Regions from separate parts of the Sus scrofa genome. Here all the other regions are linked to region 2. The links are chromatin contacts, called in public Hi-C and HiChIP or PLAC-seq maps. All regions are on one chromosome and are shown on one strand. Each heading gives the region's core, a stretch centred on a gene start, on an enhancer-like site or on the middle of the called end of the contact. The rest is flanking DNA. Distances are from core to core; before and after follow the strand shown. Region 1 overlaps SLC44A2 (choline transporter-like protein 2). Region 2 overlaps LOC110259341 (a long non-coding RNA gene). Region 3 overlaps SLC44A2 (choline transporter-like protein 2).

Region 1 (4,661 bases), core at 1,668-4,167, 170 kb before region 2:
CAGCTCGGGCGACATGAAGTAGGGTCGCTCCTGAGAGCCGTCATTCCTTTCCAGGTCCTCACCTGGGCTCCCCCCAGGAACCAGCAGGCGGGAAATGGGAGAGTCAGGAAGGGTGGGGGAAAGGAGGCAGGGAAGAACAGGGAAGCCAGCAGGCATGAGGAGAGGAAGAGAAAAGAGAGAAAACAAACACAAACAGACAGATGGAGAGACCAGAGTTAGTGGCAGCCACAGATCCCCCCGCCCCCCCCCCAACAAAGCCAGAAACTCCAAAGCTGAGGGCCCAGGGGCAGAGCGTCCCAGCTGCAGCCTGAACCAGGGGACAACAGAATGGAGCAGCTCTGAAACTCTGAGTGCAGGAGGGAGCCGAGGGGGTGCTGAGCCGGGGCCCCGGGGTGGGGGGTGCTGGGCAGGCAAATGTGCAGCCCCAGGGGAGGGAGATGGTCTGCCCAGAGTGGGGGAGGGAGTCGGGGTCCCGCCAAGTGAGGGGTCACTCACAGAAGCAGAGGAACAGCGTGTCCACACACATGCCGTAGACGCTGAAGAAGCCATGGGCAATCAGGTAGGAGCCAACGATTACCGTCTGGGCAAAGACAGATGAGCCATTTCCACTCCAGCTCTTACCTAGGGCAACCCACACCCACCACCACATCTCTCCCAGGCTGGGGTCATGCCATTTCCCTGCTGATGAGTCTCTGCTCTGAGGCCTCTGTACAATTCAACGCACATCCAGGGCAAGACAGGTTACTACCCACATCCCTACTAGACTGTCTGACTCACTCACTTATCACTATATTCCCAGCAATCTGGAGACTCGCAGGGCCGTGGGAGATACCTGATAAACACTGAGCAACTGAAGCGAGTGGACTTTAGAGATTAAATTAACTTGCCCAAAGTCACTCATCTTCAAACTAGCAAGGAGAGGAGGAAGATAAAGATCTAGGACACTGGGCCCCAAGGCCTGCCCTGATACTGCACGGCTCTTAGGGTGATGACATAACTCTGCCAAGGCCCTTATCGCCACCCCTCTCCACGTCACTCCCTCACACCAGCCAGAGTGATTGGCTCATTGTTCCTGGAATAGTCCTGCCTCAGCGCCTCCGTTCTTGTTCCCTCTGCCTGGATGTTGCCTGCATCTCCTTTAGACCTCAGATGTGACCCACCTCCACAGTGAAGCCCTCTGAACTCCCACACCTGCCCAAATCCTCCACCAGAAACAGTTGGTTCCCTGTAATTCTGCTCTGTGACACATATAAGTTTGCAATCATGCATCCACCCGCATCATTTTTTTTTTTTTTTTTAAAAACAAAGTGATACTGGAGTTCCTGCTGGGGTGCAACGGATCAGCAGCATCTCTGCAGCGCCAGGACACAGGTTTGATCCCCAGTCTGGCACAGTGGGTTAAAGGATCCAGTGTTGCTGCAGTTGTGGTGTAAGTTGCAACTGCGGCTTGGATCTGATCCCTGGCCCAGAAACTCCATAGGCCATGGGGTGGCCAAAAATTAAAAAACAAACAAAAAACCCCCAAAGTGATACTTTTTTTTTTTTTTTGGTTGTGTCTACAGCATGCAGAAGTTCCTAGGCCAGGGATTGAACCTGAGCCACACAGCCATACCAGCGACCTGAACCACAGCAGCGACAATGCCAGGTCCTTAACCTGCTGAGCCACCAGGGAACTCCTCACCCACATCATTATTGATTAACATCCTTTACTACTAAACTGTGAGGCCTTTAAAGGGAAGCCCTCCCACTTCATGCCTAGAACACAGTTGGTACTAAATAAGTGTTTGTGGCCTGAGTTAATCATCAATTCCCCACCTCCGACTCCCATGCACATCTGTCCAAAGGAGCCCAGGCAAGTCCCAACATCTTCTCCCCAACCTGTCTGTCACCAAAGGTTCGTACCAGTATAGGCACCCAGTAATAATTGAGGGGTGGTGCTGTGTCCTGCACGATCCTGATTCGGTGGGTGAAGAAGAAGAAAGCTAGGATCCCTGGAAAGAGGAAGGAAATCAAGATGGAGAAGGTTCTGGATAAAGAAGGGAGCACCCCCAAAAATACCCTAAGGAAGAGAACATATCACAGGAGATATGGGGGCCCAACAGCGGTTCTCAAGTGGCCCCCAACAGGCTCCCCACAACTGGGCAGGCTGGATGAGTAGCACTCACCCACGCTACCCACAATCAGAAGTTTGCCCAACAGGAAGAGGAAGTCGGTAACTTTGTCCAGGACAGCCACTCTGCAGGGGACAGTAAAGAGGCAGGCGTGAATGCTGGCTCAGGGCCACAGGGGAGGAGAGAGGAGGCCAGAAGAATGGTGTTTTCCCTGACCTGATGATGTTTCTCATGAGCAGGAAGAAGGCGTTTCTGGCCGAGGTGCAGAAGTTGGTGCCGTAGATGGCAATCTGGAGGGAAGTGGGAGGGATGGATCAGGCCCTTCGGGTGGGGCATGAGGGCTTCTCCACCCCACAGGATCTCGTGGGTTAGTTCCTGATCCCAAGCCTACTCACCATGATGTAGGCATTCCTGTTGAGGAATTTGATGAATTTCTCCAGGCACCAGAAGCAACATTTGAGACAGGTCATGAGGAATTTTGCAAACTTGTTCTCCGCAGCTGGTAGTGGAAGGGATGCAGAGGTGAGCGGAGACCCCACTTGCCCTGGTAGAACCCCACCCCCATCCCCCCAGTTACTCTCACTTGCCACAGTCTAGGACCCTTAGAGCCCACCTTCTCAAAGAGTTGGAGAGAGGAAATTTGGTCCAGGACCCCCGGGGTCCTGTCCCACACACTAGTAGGAACCGACCTGGGCCAGGATCCTCAGCCCCGCCCCCAAAGAGGCGCATTCAGCGCAACCCCAAGACAGGAATCCATGAGGAACTGCAATGCTACTCTTGCCCCGCCTCCCAGGCAGAAGCCAATCCTTGAGGCCTCCTTAGCCCCACCCCAAAGTACAACTAATCCCAGCCCAACCCTCTCTTGAGTAACCAATGGTGGCCCTGGCCTCTTGTTCCTGCCCTCTCAACAGTAAAAAACTCGGCCCAATGGGCTCTCCCAGTCACTCCTCCATCGCAGGAACCAATCACTCAAGCCTGGGAGGGGGGCCTCCTGTCGTCCCCCCCATATACCCCGCCCATGCAGAAACCAATCACTGTCCCTGTCACCTCAGCCCTACCCCCACACAAGAACCAATCCCAATCTGCCCCTTTGTCACCACCCTCCCTTCCCCAGTAGGAGCCATGCCAACCACCCCTGGACCATACCTTTCAGACGCTGATCCAAGTACTCAAGCATCACTCGGATGATCTGCACGATGGCCAGAAGAAGCGAGCCAAAGGCCAGCGAGCCTGTGTGATACCTTTGGGCCAAGGGGCTGGTCAGTGGCCAGGGTAGGCCTCTTCCACTCCATCTTACCCCTACCCCCTGCCCACCTGGGGCCCCACCTGAGCGCCCGTCCGAAGGCAGAGAAGAGCGGGAAGGCTGGCAGGTCATCTGGCTTCTTCAGAGCCCAGTAGTAGGAAGCGAAGGCCCCAGCTAGTGTGACCTGGCCCAGTGCCAGCACAAAGTTGGCCAGCCAGAAGAACATGAAGGCATTGAAGATCTGCAGGCCCAGCAGGGCCCGGTGGTAAGTAGACTCACCACCGTAGAAGGCGAACTGACAGTGGGCACCAGGGCACAGGTGGAATTCACTGGAGGAGGAGAAGTTCTGTGGGAGGGACACAGAGCCTAGTCACATCATAGGGGCTAGGGGTTCAGGTTGGGCTTTGGGCATCAGGTCTGGGTCAGGCAGACAACAGGGTTGGGCAGGTATCATGGGAATCAGAGTTAATCAAGGGGTTGGGGAGTTCCCATTGCGGCGCAGTGGAAACAAATTCGACTAAGAACCATGAGGTTGTGGGTTCAATCCCTGGCCTCGCTCAGTAGGTTAAGGATCCAGTGTTGCGGTGGGTTGTGGTATAGGTTGCAGACTTGGTTCGGATCTGATGTTGTGGTTGTGGCGTAGGCTGGCTGATTAGACCCCTAGCCTGGAAACCTCCATATGCCGTGGATGTAGCCTTAAAAAAGACAAAAAAAAAAAAAAGTTAATCAAGGGATTGGGGGTTTAGAATAGGGGCTTGCAAAAGGGGTTCCGGAAGCAAGGTTAGGGATCACTGACTCAATGGGCATCAGTGAAGTGAGACAGGTATTTGGGGAATCAATACAACAGCCAGGGGGACAGATCGCAAGTGGCAGAGATCAGTATAAGTACAACAGAGGGTAGGTTAGGGGCTTGTGAAAGGCAAGGTAGGGGTTCTAGAAGCAAGAGCTGGCTAACGCTGGGTTAAGAGAAAGGTGCTGGGAGTGGGGGACCCAGGAAATGAAGTCAAGGGAGAGAAAGGTGAGTGGTTCAACACTTGGGATGGGGGTGAGGGGAGCGGCTGCCGGGCTGGAGCTCTTCCCTTCCATGCCCCCCACATCCAGCACAGAGCATACAGCAGGTGCCAAATGTTTGTTCAATGGTCCCCAAGTGGGGCTGCTGGGAAACAGCTACCCACCACCTCTGGACACCCACCTCAGGGTTGCAGGTTTTCCCAACAGCTTGGCAGTCAGTGTCGCTAAAGATCTTATAGACGGCTTCATTGGAAGTAGACAGGAAGCTGGAGACTCGTTAAGGAAACCAAGGTCTG
Region 2 (4,513 bases), core at 935-3,434:
CTGCAGAGAACAGTGGCCTGGGGAGGCAGTGGGGGCAGGGGCCCAGCCAGCAGCCAGGACCAGCTCAGCTGTCTGGCTTTCAGATTCATCCTTGGCCCAAGATTGGGGTTGAAGTGCCCTCCAAGGACCCCAGCTGAGAAAGTGCAGTGTGAAGCTGGGCTCAGGAGAAAGAAAAATGCCCCATCCAGACCTCCTCCAGGGTTTCACCATCCCCTTTTAAGGCCTGGAAGAAACTGCATCCTCTCAGAAAGGGAAACAGAGGTGCACAGCGGACTCGTGGGAGGCTTACTCCCTAGCCTATTCCAGCTTTCCAATCATGAGACCACCGTGGGGACTGGAGGGTTGAAAATCCTTTCAGAAATCCTGCCCCTTGCTAACTCAAGCAGCAGCAAAATGGCAGAAGGGGTTTCTAGACGCTGCAAGAGGTGCCTCTTGGAGGAAGGACATTATAACCTGACCCACCAGGGTCCAAGAGAAGTTTCAGCTAGTTTTGCAAAACAAAGGGAGCCAGGAGCTGGTAGCCCAGGAAAGGGCTGGTGGCTGGTGGCTGGACTTAACCCAGCTGGCCCTGTTCCTCCACCCTGTCTCCCAGCCTGGTCCTCTTCCCGCCTACCTGTCAGCTTTGGTGATGGAAATCCTCGGAGGGATCAGCAGTGGCAGCGTGGTGGGCCGTGGTGGCAGAGGGACCCCAGTGTCCAAGGGCTCAGGCTCAGTCCAGCCCAGGCCTGGGCCTGTGGAGAGGCGTCGGCGAGGGCGTCGGAGGTCAGCCCCCAGCATGTTGGCTTGGCTGGGTTCAGGGGTCTCTCTTGGCCTCTGAGGTGGGACAAGGGAGGGAAAGGGGTGCAGCCTGACCAGGCAGCTCTGAGCCCCTCTCCACAGTACCGTCCCTCTCTGGCCATCAGAGAGAGTGGCTGATGGGGATACAGGCTCCTTTGTCCCTCTCACTCTTAGCCACTCGCTAATCCCTCCCACAGAGGGTGCCTTCTCGGCTCTTACATCTGAAGGATGCCTATTCTCAGCCATACATTTGGTGGGGCTCCCTTTTGATGTCCCAGTCCTGGGGATCTGGGCCCTCATGCCTTTACTCCGTCCCTCACTGCATAACCCCTCTAACATGTCACCACCCTCCAAGTCTATGCAGCCTCTTCTTGGCTTCAATGTCTGTGACCCCCCCCCTTCCCTTACATCTGAGACCCTTAAGACCTCACACTCAGCACAGCCCCCCTCCACCCTACAATCCTCTTCCTATTTGGAAAGTCCCTTGGAAGACCCTGCCTTCTACTCCTCGGCTGAGAGCCTCTTAATCTGGGCAGCAGAAGAATAATGAAGTCAAGGGAGTAAACTGAGGCATCGGGGAAGCCTGAGGAAGCGCAACCAGGCCTAGTGGGCAGCCGTGTTCAGTAGGTGCCGCCCCACGGACCACCACCGCAGCCCAAAGCCCGCCCCTATCCCGGGCCCCGCCCCTCGCACCTCGTCCTGGGTCCAGGCCACTGACAGGACACTGCAACTCCTCTTCATCCCTCCAAACTAGCGCGCCTTAGGGGCTTCAGAGGCCATGTTGGCCGGGACCAGCGCCTCCTGCAGGACCAGGCCGAAGGCATCCGCCATTAACGCCCTGGAGCTCCCCCTGCCGGCTGAGCATGAAATCCGCCCCCGCTCCTTGCCAATTGCCTCTCCCGGGGCGTTACGTCAGCAGGTGGCTGACGCACTGCCTGTCGGTGACGTCGCACGCCTGTTGCCAGAACGATAGCTGACGCACGGCTGGGCTGTGGACAGCGTCAATGCCGGGATTGGCCACTGGGGGGCCGGGAGCCTCGGGCCCGGGTCGCCCCAGCCCCCAGCTGTCCTCCCGCGGGGGCTTCCCCAGCCTGGGGATCCCTCAAAGAAGACGCGGAGCTCCCGGAGCCGACCGCGTGTGGCGCGTGGTCCGAGCCGGGGGCCGGAGGAAGCCTCTCCTCCGAGCTGTTGGGCTTTTATGCCAAAACCCGAAATAGCTCCGAGGTGCGGGGGCCGGGCGCAGCGAGACGGCGGCTTGGGCACAGATGGGGGACGCACAAGCAGAGGCGCGCGGAGACAGACAGGGACGCGTGGAAATAGAAACAGACAGACAGGGACACAGACGCAACTCCCGATGATGAGTGCGCTCTGCGGCCGGCGATCCCTGGCTAAAAGCTTGGGGGAGGGGAAGGATGGCTCACTGCGCCTTCACACCCAGGCGCTGCAAGTCATTGCTGTGTGACCATAGGCCAATGACTTAAACTTTCTGAGCCTCGGTTTCACCTCTGTGAAATGGAATGGTAATCCTTACAGGTTCTTTATGAGAATAAAATGATATTATACCATATTGAATGCTCGCAGAACAGCGTCCTGAACTCAGTAAGTGCTTAATAGATGCTATTGACATTTGAGCCTGTGGGAGCCTGTTAGAACCCAAGTCGGATCCTTTCCCTCTTCTGCTCAGAGCTCTCCATGGCTTTCACCTTACTCAGAGAAGTCAAAGTCCTCAAGAAGAGGCCCACACGGTTCACCCTGATGTATTCAGTCACCTACCTATTCTCATCTCCTCCCACTCTCGTGGCTCACTCTGCTCTGTCTACACGGGTCTCTTGGTTGTTTCTGGACACACCAGGCACAATCTAGTCTCAGGGGCTTTGCACTTGCTGTTCTTTCTGCCTAGAACTCTGTTCTCTTAAATAGCCACAAGTCCTTTACATCCTCCCGGCCTTTGTGCACATCTCACCTTCCCAGGCATCTCTGGTGGCAATTCTCTTCACCCCAATTCTGTTTAAAATTGCTAGCCCCTCAGGATTCCTTGAACCCCTTTATCCTGCTCTATTTTTCTACAGCATTCATCATTTCATAACATACTATGAAATTTACCTATTGCATGTATTGTCTGTCTTGTCCCATAGTAGAATATCAACTGCAGGAGAACACAAATATTTTATCTTTTTGGTTTTTTTTTTTTGCTTTTTTTTTTTTTTTTTTTAGGGCTGGACCTGTGGGCATATGGAAGTTCCCAGGCTAGGAGTTGAATTGGAGCTGGAACTGCTGGCCTATTACCACAGCCACGTTAACACCACATCCAAGCCTCATCTGCAACCTACACTACAGCTCACAACAACACTGGATCCTTAACCCACTGAGTGAGGCCAGGGATCAAACCCACGTCCTCATGGATACTAGTCGGGTTCCTTACAGCTGAGCCACAATGGGAACTCCCTATCTATTTTATTAATTACTGTATTTCTAGTGCCTAAAACTGAATCTTGAACGTAGTAGGTTCTTATTAAGTGTTTGTCCAATGTCTGTGTCTGGTTATTATTTTGAAGACTCAAGAGCGTACTCATAAAGTTCATAGCAGGTCTACTATGGACTAGCTACTTCACCCCCTACTTTCCCTCTTACTTCTTTTTTTTTACCATATAACACTAGTTAGCACGTCAGTTCAATGTGAACTAGTAGAAGTGAATGTAAACATCATCTCAGCTACCTAGTGCTTAACATCAAGCAAACCTGTGACAGACAATTGTTGAAAAATAGATGAATGATATAAAGATAGCTTAAGGTCATTTTCACTTCTCAGCCAGACTGAACTAGCCTATGTTCTGGGCTCCCACTCATGCTTATTCTGCCCCCATTAAAGCACTCCTCATTTGAGGTTGTGATTATTTGTACTCCCCACTAGAGCTCTGTGAGGGCAAGAGGTGTTACACATTCATCATGCCCCCCCCCCCGTAGTCTCAGTGTATCCTGAATGAATAAATGAAGGAATGGATTAGACACTCAGGGAATAGTGCACCTTCTCCTCTGTATGCAGACAGACACATGTGCTCAGACAGGCAGAGAAAGAGCCATTGCAGTAAGGGCCATGCTTAGGCTCTAGTATTACATTGACAGATCTGCATTCAAACCCCGACTCTGCCACTTATACCTTTGGGCAAGTTGCCTAACCTCTTTAAGCTTCAGTTTCCTTATCTGTAAAATGGGGATAAAGTCCTACCTATCCGAGGAGGTTGTTGTGATGATGAAGTGAAGCAATGCATGTAAGGTTCTGAGCACAGTGCCTGGTTCTTAGTAGATGCTCACAAAACAGTAGGCCCTATCCTAATAATACTAATAATTATCACTGTTGTTGACTCATGTGGAGCTATAGAACAGATATGGGAGACAGCTACACATTCGCAAAGACCTCAGTTCCTCCCATCTTCCCCCTCATCCTACTGGCCTCCTCGCTGTTCCTCAAACACTTCAAGCATATTTAGACCTCAGGGCCTTTGCACTTGCTTTTCCCTTCACCTAGAAAACTAGCCTCAGATATTCTATGCTCCTCTCACTGCCTGATCTCCCTGACTCTGCTTGATTGTTATAGATGTATATAATGTTCTAACAAGATATGTAATTTACCTATTATTTATTAGTTATTGCCTGTTCTTTGGTTAGGACATGAGATCAGGATATTGGTCTGTTTTTTTCCTCCCTGCTGTCCAGGACCTAGGACAATGCTAGCATA
Region 3 (4,597 bases), core at 6-2,505, 150 kb before region 2:
CGGTGTTGCCGTGAGCTGTGGTGTAGGTCACAGATGCGGCTCAGATCTGGCATTGCTGTGGCTCTGGCACAGGCTGGCAGCTAAAGCTCTGATTAGACCTCTAGCCTGGGAACATCCATATGACTTGGGAGCAGACCTAAAAAGATTTAAAAGAAAAGACAACAAACAAATAAACATTCTTTTTCATTACGGTTTATCATGGAACATTGGGTAGTGTAATTCTCTGTGCTGTACAGTAGGATTTTGTTGCTCCATTTGATTTTTTTTTTTTTTTTTTTTTTTTTTTTTGGTATTTTTAGGGCTGTACCCACAGGCATATGGAGGTTCCCAGGCTAGGGATCTAATTGGAGCTGCAGCTGCAGGCGTACGCCAGAGTCACAGCAACTCGGGATCCGAGCCGTGTCTGCAACCTACACCACAGCTCACGGCAACAGCGGATCCTTAACCCACTGAGCAAGGCCAGGGATTGAACCTGCAACCTCATGGTTCCTAGTCGGATTCGTTAACCACTGTGTCACAACGGGAACTCCCCTCATTTGACGTTTTAAACCCTGCCTCCAGGCCCTATAGATCACACTTCTTCCTGCTACACTTTTCTCCAGAGCCCTTCTCTGATATTCTAAGAATTTTCCCCATTCATCTAGTATTTTGTCTGGGTCCCTTTCTAGAATGTCACCTCAACAGGTGCATTGCCTGCTGTGTCTCCAGGGTCTAGGACAGAACCTGGCAACCCAACCCGGTACCCTCACGGTAAATGTTTGTTGAAGGAAGTTATAGCTATGAATGAACTTGTTTATGTTAAGCAACCTGCATGCTTATCAAGATTTAAAAAACAAAATGAGGAGTTCCCGTCGTGGCGCAGTGGTTAACGAATCTGACTAGGAACCATGAGGTTGCGGGTTCAGTCCCTGCCCTTGCTCAGTGGGTTGACGATCCGGCATTGCCGTGAGCTGTGGTGTAGGTCGCAGACTCGGCTCGGATCCCACGTTGCTGTGGCTCTGGTGTAGGCCCGTGGCTACAACTCTGATTCGACCCCTAGCCTGGGAACCTCCATAAGCCGTGGGAGCGGCCCAAGAAATGGCAAAAAGACAAAAAAAAGAAAAAAAAAAAAAGAAACAAATAAAAAAAGCAAAACTTCAGGCAGAACAAGTCTTCAGACTAAGAAAAATCACTCTCCCTCTCACCCTTGGCCCAGAGCCCTCACTTCCTTTCCCTGGGGGCAATTCCTCTCCCTGGTTTCCCTTTCCTCCTTCTGGACACTATTACACCACACACACAGAAGCAGATTTGTAGCTATTTTTCTGTATTCCCCTTTTGCTACACACTGGTCCCACTTCATTTCACAGATGAACCTAACTGGACATAGTTTCCCATCAGCAAGGTGAGATCTACTTCACCTTATAAGGCAACATAGTAACCCACCCTAGAAATAGTACCCTTTCTCATTAAACCAGCCTGAGGAGCTTTCAAAAGATACAGATGCAGAGTTCCCATTGTGGCTCAGCAGTAACTGAACCCCACTGGTATCCATGACGATGTGGGTTCGATCCCTCACCTCGCTCAGTGGGTTAAGTAGCTGATGTTGCCATAAGCTGCAGTGTAGGTCGCAGACACGGCTCAGATCAGGCGTTGCTGTGGCTGTGGTGCAGGTTGGCAGCTGTAGCTCCGATTCGACCCCTAGCCTGGGAATTTCCATATGCTGTGGGTACAGCACTAAAATAACCGAAAACCAAAAAAAAAAAAAAAAAGATACAGATGCCACATACACAGAGAGACAGAAATTCATAGTCTAAGCTCTGGAAAGAGACTTCTTGTCTGGGTTATGTCTGTGGTTAGGGCAGCTGGCTGAGGGTATGTGAAGGTTCTTTCACTTAGAAAGCTAAAATTTTCTATGGTTGAGGGCTTATTTTTAATTTTCAGCCCCCGACCCAACAGAGAGAATGTATTAATTTTGTTATATAAGAGTTGAAAATCCTGTTTAAAAATAATCCTCCCTTTGGGGATTGACTGGGAAAGGGCAGGAGAGAACTTTCCATGGTGACAAGAAAGTTCTTAACAGAGATCTGCAAATTTTTTCTAAGGACCAGATACTAAAGATTTTCAGCTGTGTGGTTCACATCTCACCTCTGTCACTCATTCTTCTTCTATTTTTTTCTTTTTTTTTTTTTTAGGGCCGCACTTGTGCCATATGAAAGTTCCCAGGCTAGGAGTTGAATTGGAGCTGCAGTTGCCTGCTATGCCACAGCCATAGCAACGCCAGATCTGAGCCACATCTGCAACCTACACCTCAGCTTGCAGCAACTCTGGATCCTTAACCCACTGATCAAGGCCAGGTGTCGAACCCGCATCCTCATGGAGACTAGGTGAGGCACAACAGGAACTCCAGTCACATATTCTTCTTTTAAGAACCATTTAAAAATATAAGAGCTATTCTTAGTCCATTGGCTTTACAAAAACAGGCCACATGGCAATGATGTAAAAATACTTAAAACTACTGAGCTGTATCTTTAAAAACAGTTTTTTTTGGTTTTGTCTTTTTAGGGCCACACCGGCGGCATATGGAGGTTTCCCAGGCTAGGGGTCTAACCGGAGCTGCAGCTGCCGGCCTACACCAGAGCCACAACAACACCAGATCCTTAACCCAATGAGCAAGGCCAGGGATCGAACCCGCAACGTCATGGTTCCTAGTTGGATTCATTTCCACTGAGCCACTATGGGAACTCCTAAAAATAGTTAAGTTTGCAAATTTTATGTTATGGTTTTAACCACAAAATAATAATAATAATAGTAATAGTAATAATAATAATAATGATAATGATAGGCTTAAGGGGCTTCTGGGAACTGGTAGTTTTTTTTGCCCGATCTGTGTGCTGGTTACATGGGTGTTTACCCTGTGAAGACTCCTGGAGCTTCCTTCATTAAGGATCTGCACCCTTTTACATATGAATTTTTCTACTTCAATAAAGAGTTTAAAGAATTTCCCCTGTGGTGCAGCAGGTTAAGGATACACCATTGTCACCGCTGTGGCTTGGGTTCAGTCCCTGCCCCAGGAACTTCCACATGCCACAGGCACAGCACCCCCCCAAAAAAGAAGTTTAAAATGTTCCCCCTGGAGTTCCCATTGTGGCTCAGTGTGTTAAGAACCCAACAGTGTCCATGAGGATTCAGGTTTGATCCTTGGCCTCACTCAGTGGGTTAAAGTTCCAGTGTTGCTGCAAGCTGTAGTGTAGGTCACAGATGCAGCTCAGATCTGGCATTACTGTGGCTGTGGTGCAGGCCTCAACTGAAGTTCCGATTTGACCCCTAGCCTGGAACTTCCATATGCTGTAGGTGGGGACATAAAAAGAAAAAAAAATTGCATAAAAAAATATCCCCCTTGGAGTTCCCGTCATGACACAGAGGAAATGAATCCAACTAGGAACCATGAGGTTGTGGGTTCGATCCCTGGCCTTGCTCAGTGAGTTAAGGATCCAGCATTTCCATGAGCTGAGTGTAGGTCCCAGACGTGGCTCTGATCTGGCATTGCTGCAGCTGTGGGGTAGGCCAGCAGCTGCAGCTCCAATTCGACTCCTAGCCCGGGAAACTACATACGCCATAGGTGTGGCCCTAAAAAAGCAAAAAAAAAAAAAAAAAAAAAAAGGAAAGAAAAAAAGCAACATGATGTGAAACAAGCACATTTTCATTAATATTTCTTGAGCACTTATTTTGTGCTATGTGCCAGGCACTGTGGATACATCTTCAAACCAAACCGACATGCTCTCCTGCCTCTCAAAGCTATCACTCTAGGGATTGTCTGAAAATTTTGTAAAAGGGGGAAAAAAAGGCACTAAATGAAGAATATGTATGTCTTTGGATGTGAAGGTCGAAGGCCTAGACTCCACTTGGAAGAAAACACAAGATGTTACACTGATGCACTCCAAGAAGGGAGTATGATTTTGGGAGAGGGAGCAAGAGGGAGATTTTTCTTTTTTGTTTTTTCTTTAGGGCTGTACCTGGGGCATATGAAGTTCCCAGGCTAGGGGTTGAATTGGATCTGCAGGTGCAGCCACAGCAACGCCATAGCCGAGGCACATGTGCAACTTACACCTCAGCTTGTAGCAACATCATATCCTCAACCCACTGTGTCAGGCCGGAAATCGAACCTATGTCCCGGTTCTGTAGAGATGTCACCCATCCCATTGTGCCATAGCAGGAACTCCCCAACAATAATTTTTAAAAAATCAGGAGTTCCCGTCGTGGCGCAGTAGTTAACGAATCCGACTAGGAACCATGAGGTTGCGGGTTCAGTCCCTGCCCTTGCGCAGTGGGTTAACGATCCGGCGTTGCCGTGAGCTGTGGTGTAGGTTGCAGACGTGGCTTGGATCCTGCGTTGCTGTGGCTCTGGCGTAGGCCAGTGGCTACAGCTCCGATTCGACCCCTAGCCTGGGAACCTCCATATGCCATGGGAGCGGCCCAAAGAAATAGCAAAAAGACAAAAAAAAAAAAAAAAAAAAATCAAATGTCAGGGTCCTACTGCTGGCTGAGTTGAACTCTCTAGAGAAGAGGGCCAGGGAATCTACTTTTTTTTTTTTTTCCAGCTGCACCGGTGTCATATGGA

The links. A called contact is a pair of places that touch in the nucleus more often than the background predicts. HiChIP or PLAC-seq counts read pairs in DNA pulled down with a chosen protein or histone mark.
Region 1: a Hi-C map of retroperitoneal adipose tissue shows a contact between it and region 2, with 1.8 times the contacts expected there. The contact joins two enhancer-like sites. A contact is called at or near these places in 1 of 5 promoter capture datasets (fetal liver), 13 of 47 Hi-C or Micro-C datasets (blood, embryonic fibroblasts, fetal skeletal muscle and 8 more) and 1 of 2 datasets of contacts at active chromatin or transcription factors (alveolar macrophages).
Region 3: a contact with region 2 is called in an H3K27ac HiChIP or PLAC-seq map of alveolar macrophages. The contact joins two enhancer-like sites. A contact is called at or near these places in 1 of 47 Hi-C or Micro-C datasets (embryonic fibroblasts) and 1 of 2 datasets of contacts at active chromatin or transcription factors (alveolar macrophages).

The regions. Positions count from the first base shown.
Region 1 is chr2:69,392,722-69,397,382 of Sscrofa11.1, reverse strand. SLC44A2 (choline transporter-like protein 2) reads right to left here. Exons shown (of 22, transcript XM_021083792.1): 14 at 4,547-4,631; 15 at 3,438-3,700; 16 at 3,258-3,352; 17 at 2,507-2,610; 18 at 2,328-2,401; 19 at 2,166-2,236; 20 at 1,903-1,991; 21 at 496-580. Among named protein-coding and RNA genes, the nearest start is that of ILF3, 19 kb to the left of the region's middle. Within about 2 kb of position 2,917, at least 14 of the 83 cell types and tissues checked have an H3K27ac peak or open chromatin away from gene starts, as enhancers often do. A contact at or near this core is called in alveolar macrophages, omental adipose tissue and retroperitoneal adipose tissue, where this site is marked.
Region 2 is chr2:69,218,927-69,223,439 of Sscrofa11.1, reverse strand. LOC110259341 (a long non-coding RNA gene) reads right to left here. Exons shown (of 3, transcript XR_002341637.1): 2 at 1,471-1,578; 3 at 1-813. Among named protein-coding and RNA genes, the nearest start is that of CDC37, 8.3 kb to the right of the region's middle. Within about 2 kb of position 2,184, at least 30 of the 83 cell types and tissues checked have an H3K27ac peak or open chromatin away from gene starts, as enhancers often do. A contact at or near this core is called in alveolar macrophages, omental adipose tissue and retroperitoneal adipose tissue, where this site is marked.
Region 3 is chr2:69,367,794-69,372,390 of Sscrofa11.1, reverse strand. The region is part of intron 1 of SLC44A2 (choline transporter-like protein 2); the gene reads right to left. Among named protein-coding and RNA genes, the nearest start is that of SLC44A2, 5.1 kb to the right of the region's middle. Within about 2 kb of position 1,255, at least 3 of the 83 cell types and tissues checked have an H3K27ac peak or open chromatin away from gene starts, as enhancers often do. A contact at or near this core is called in alveolar macrophages, where this site is marked.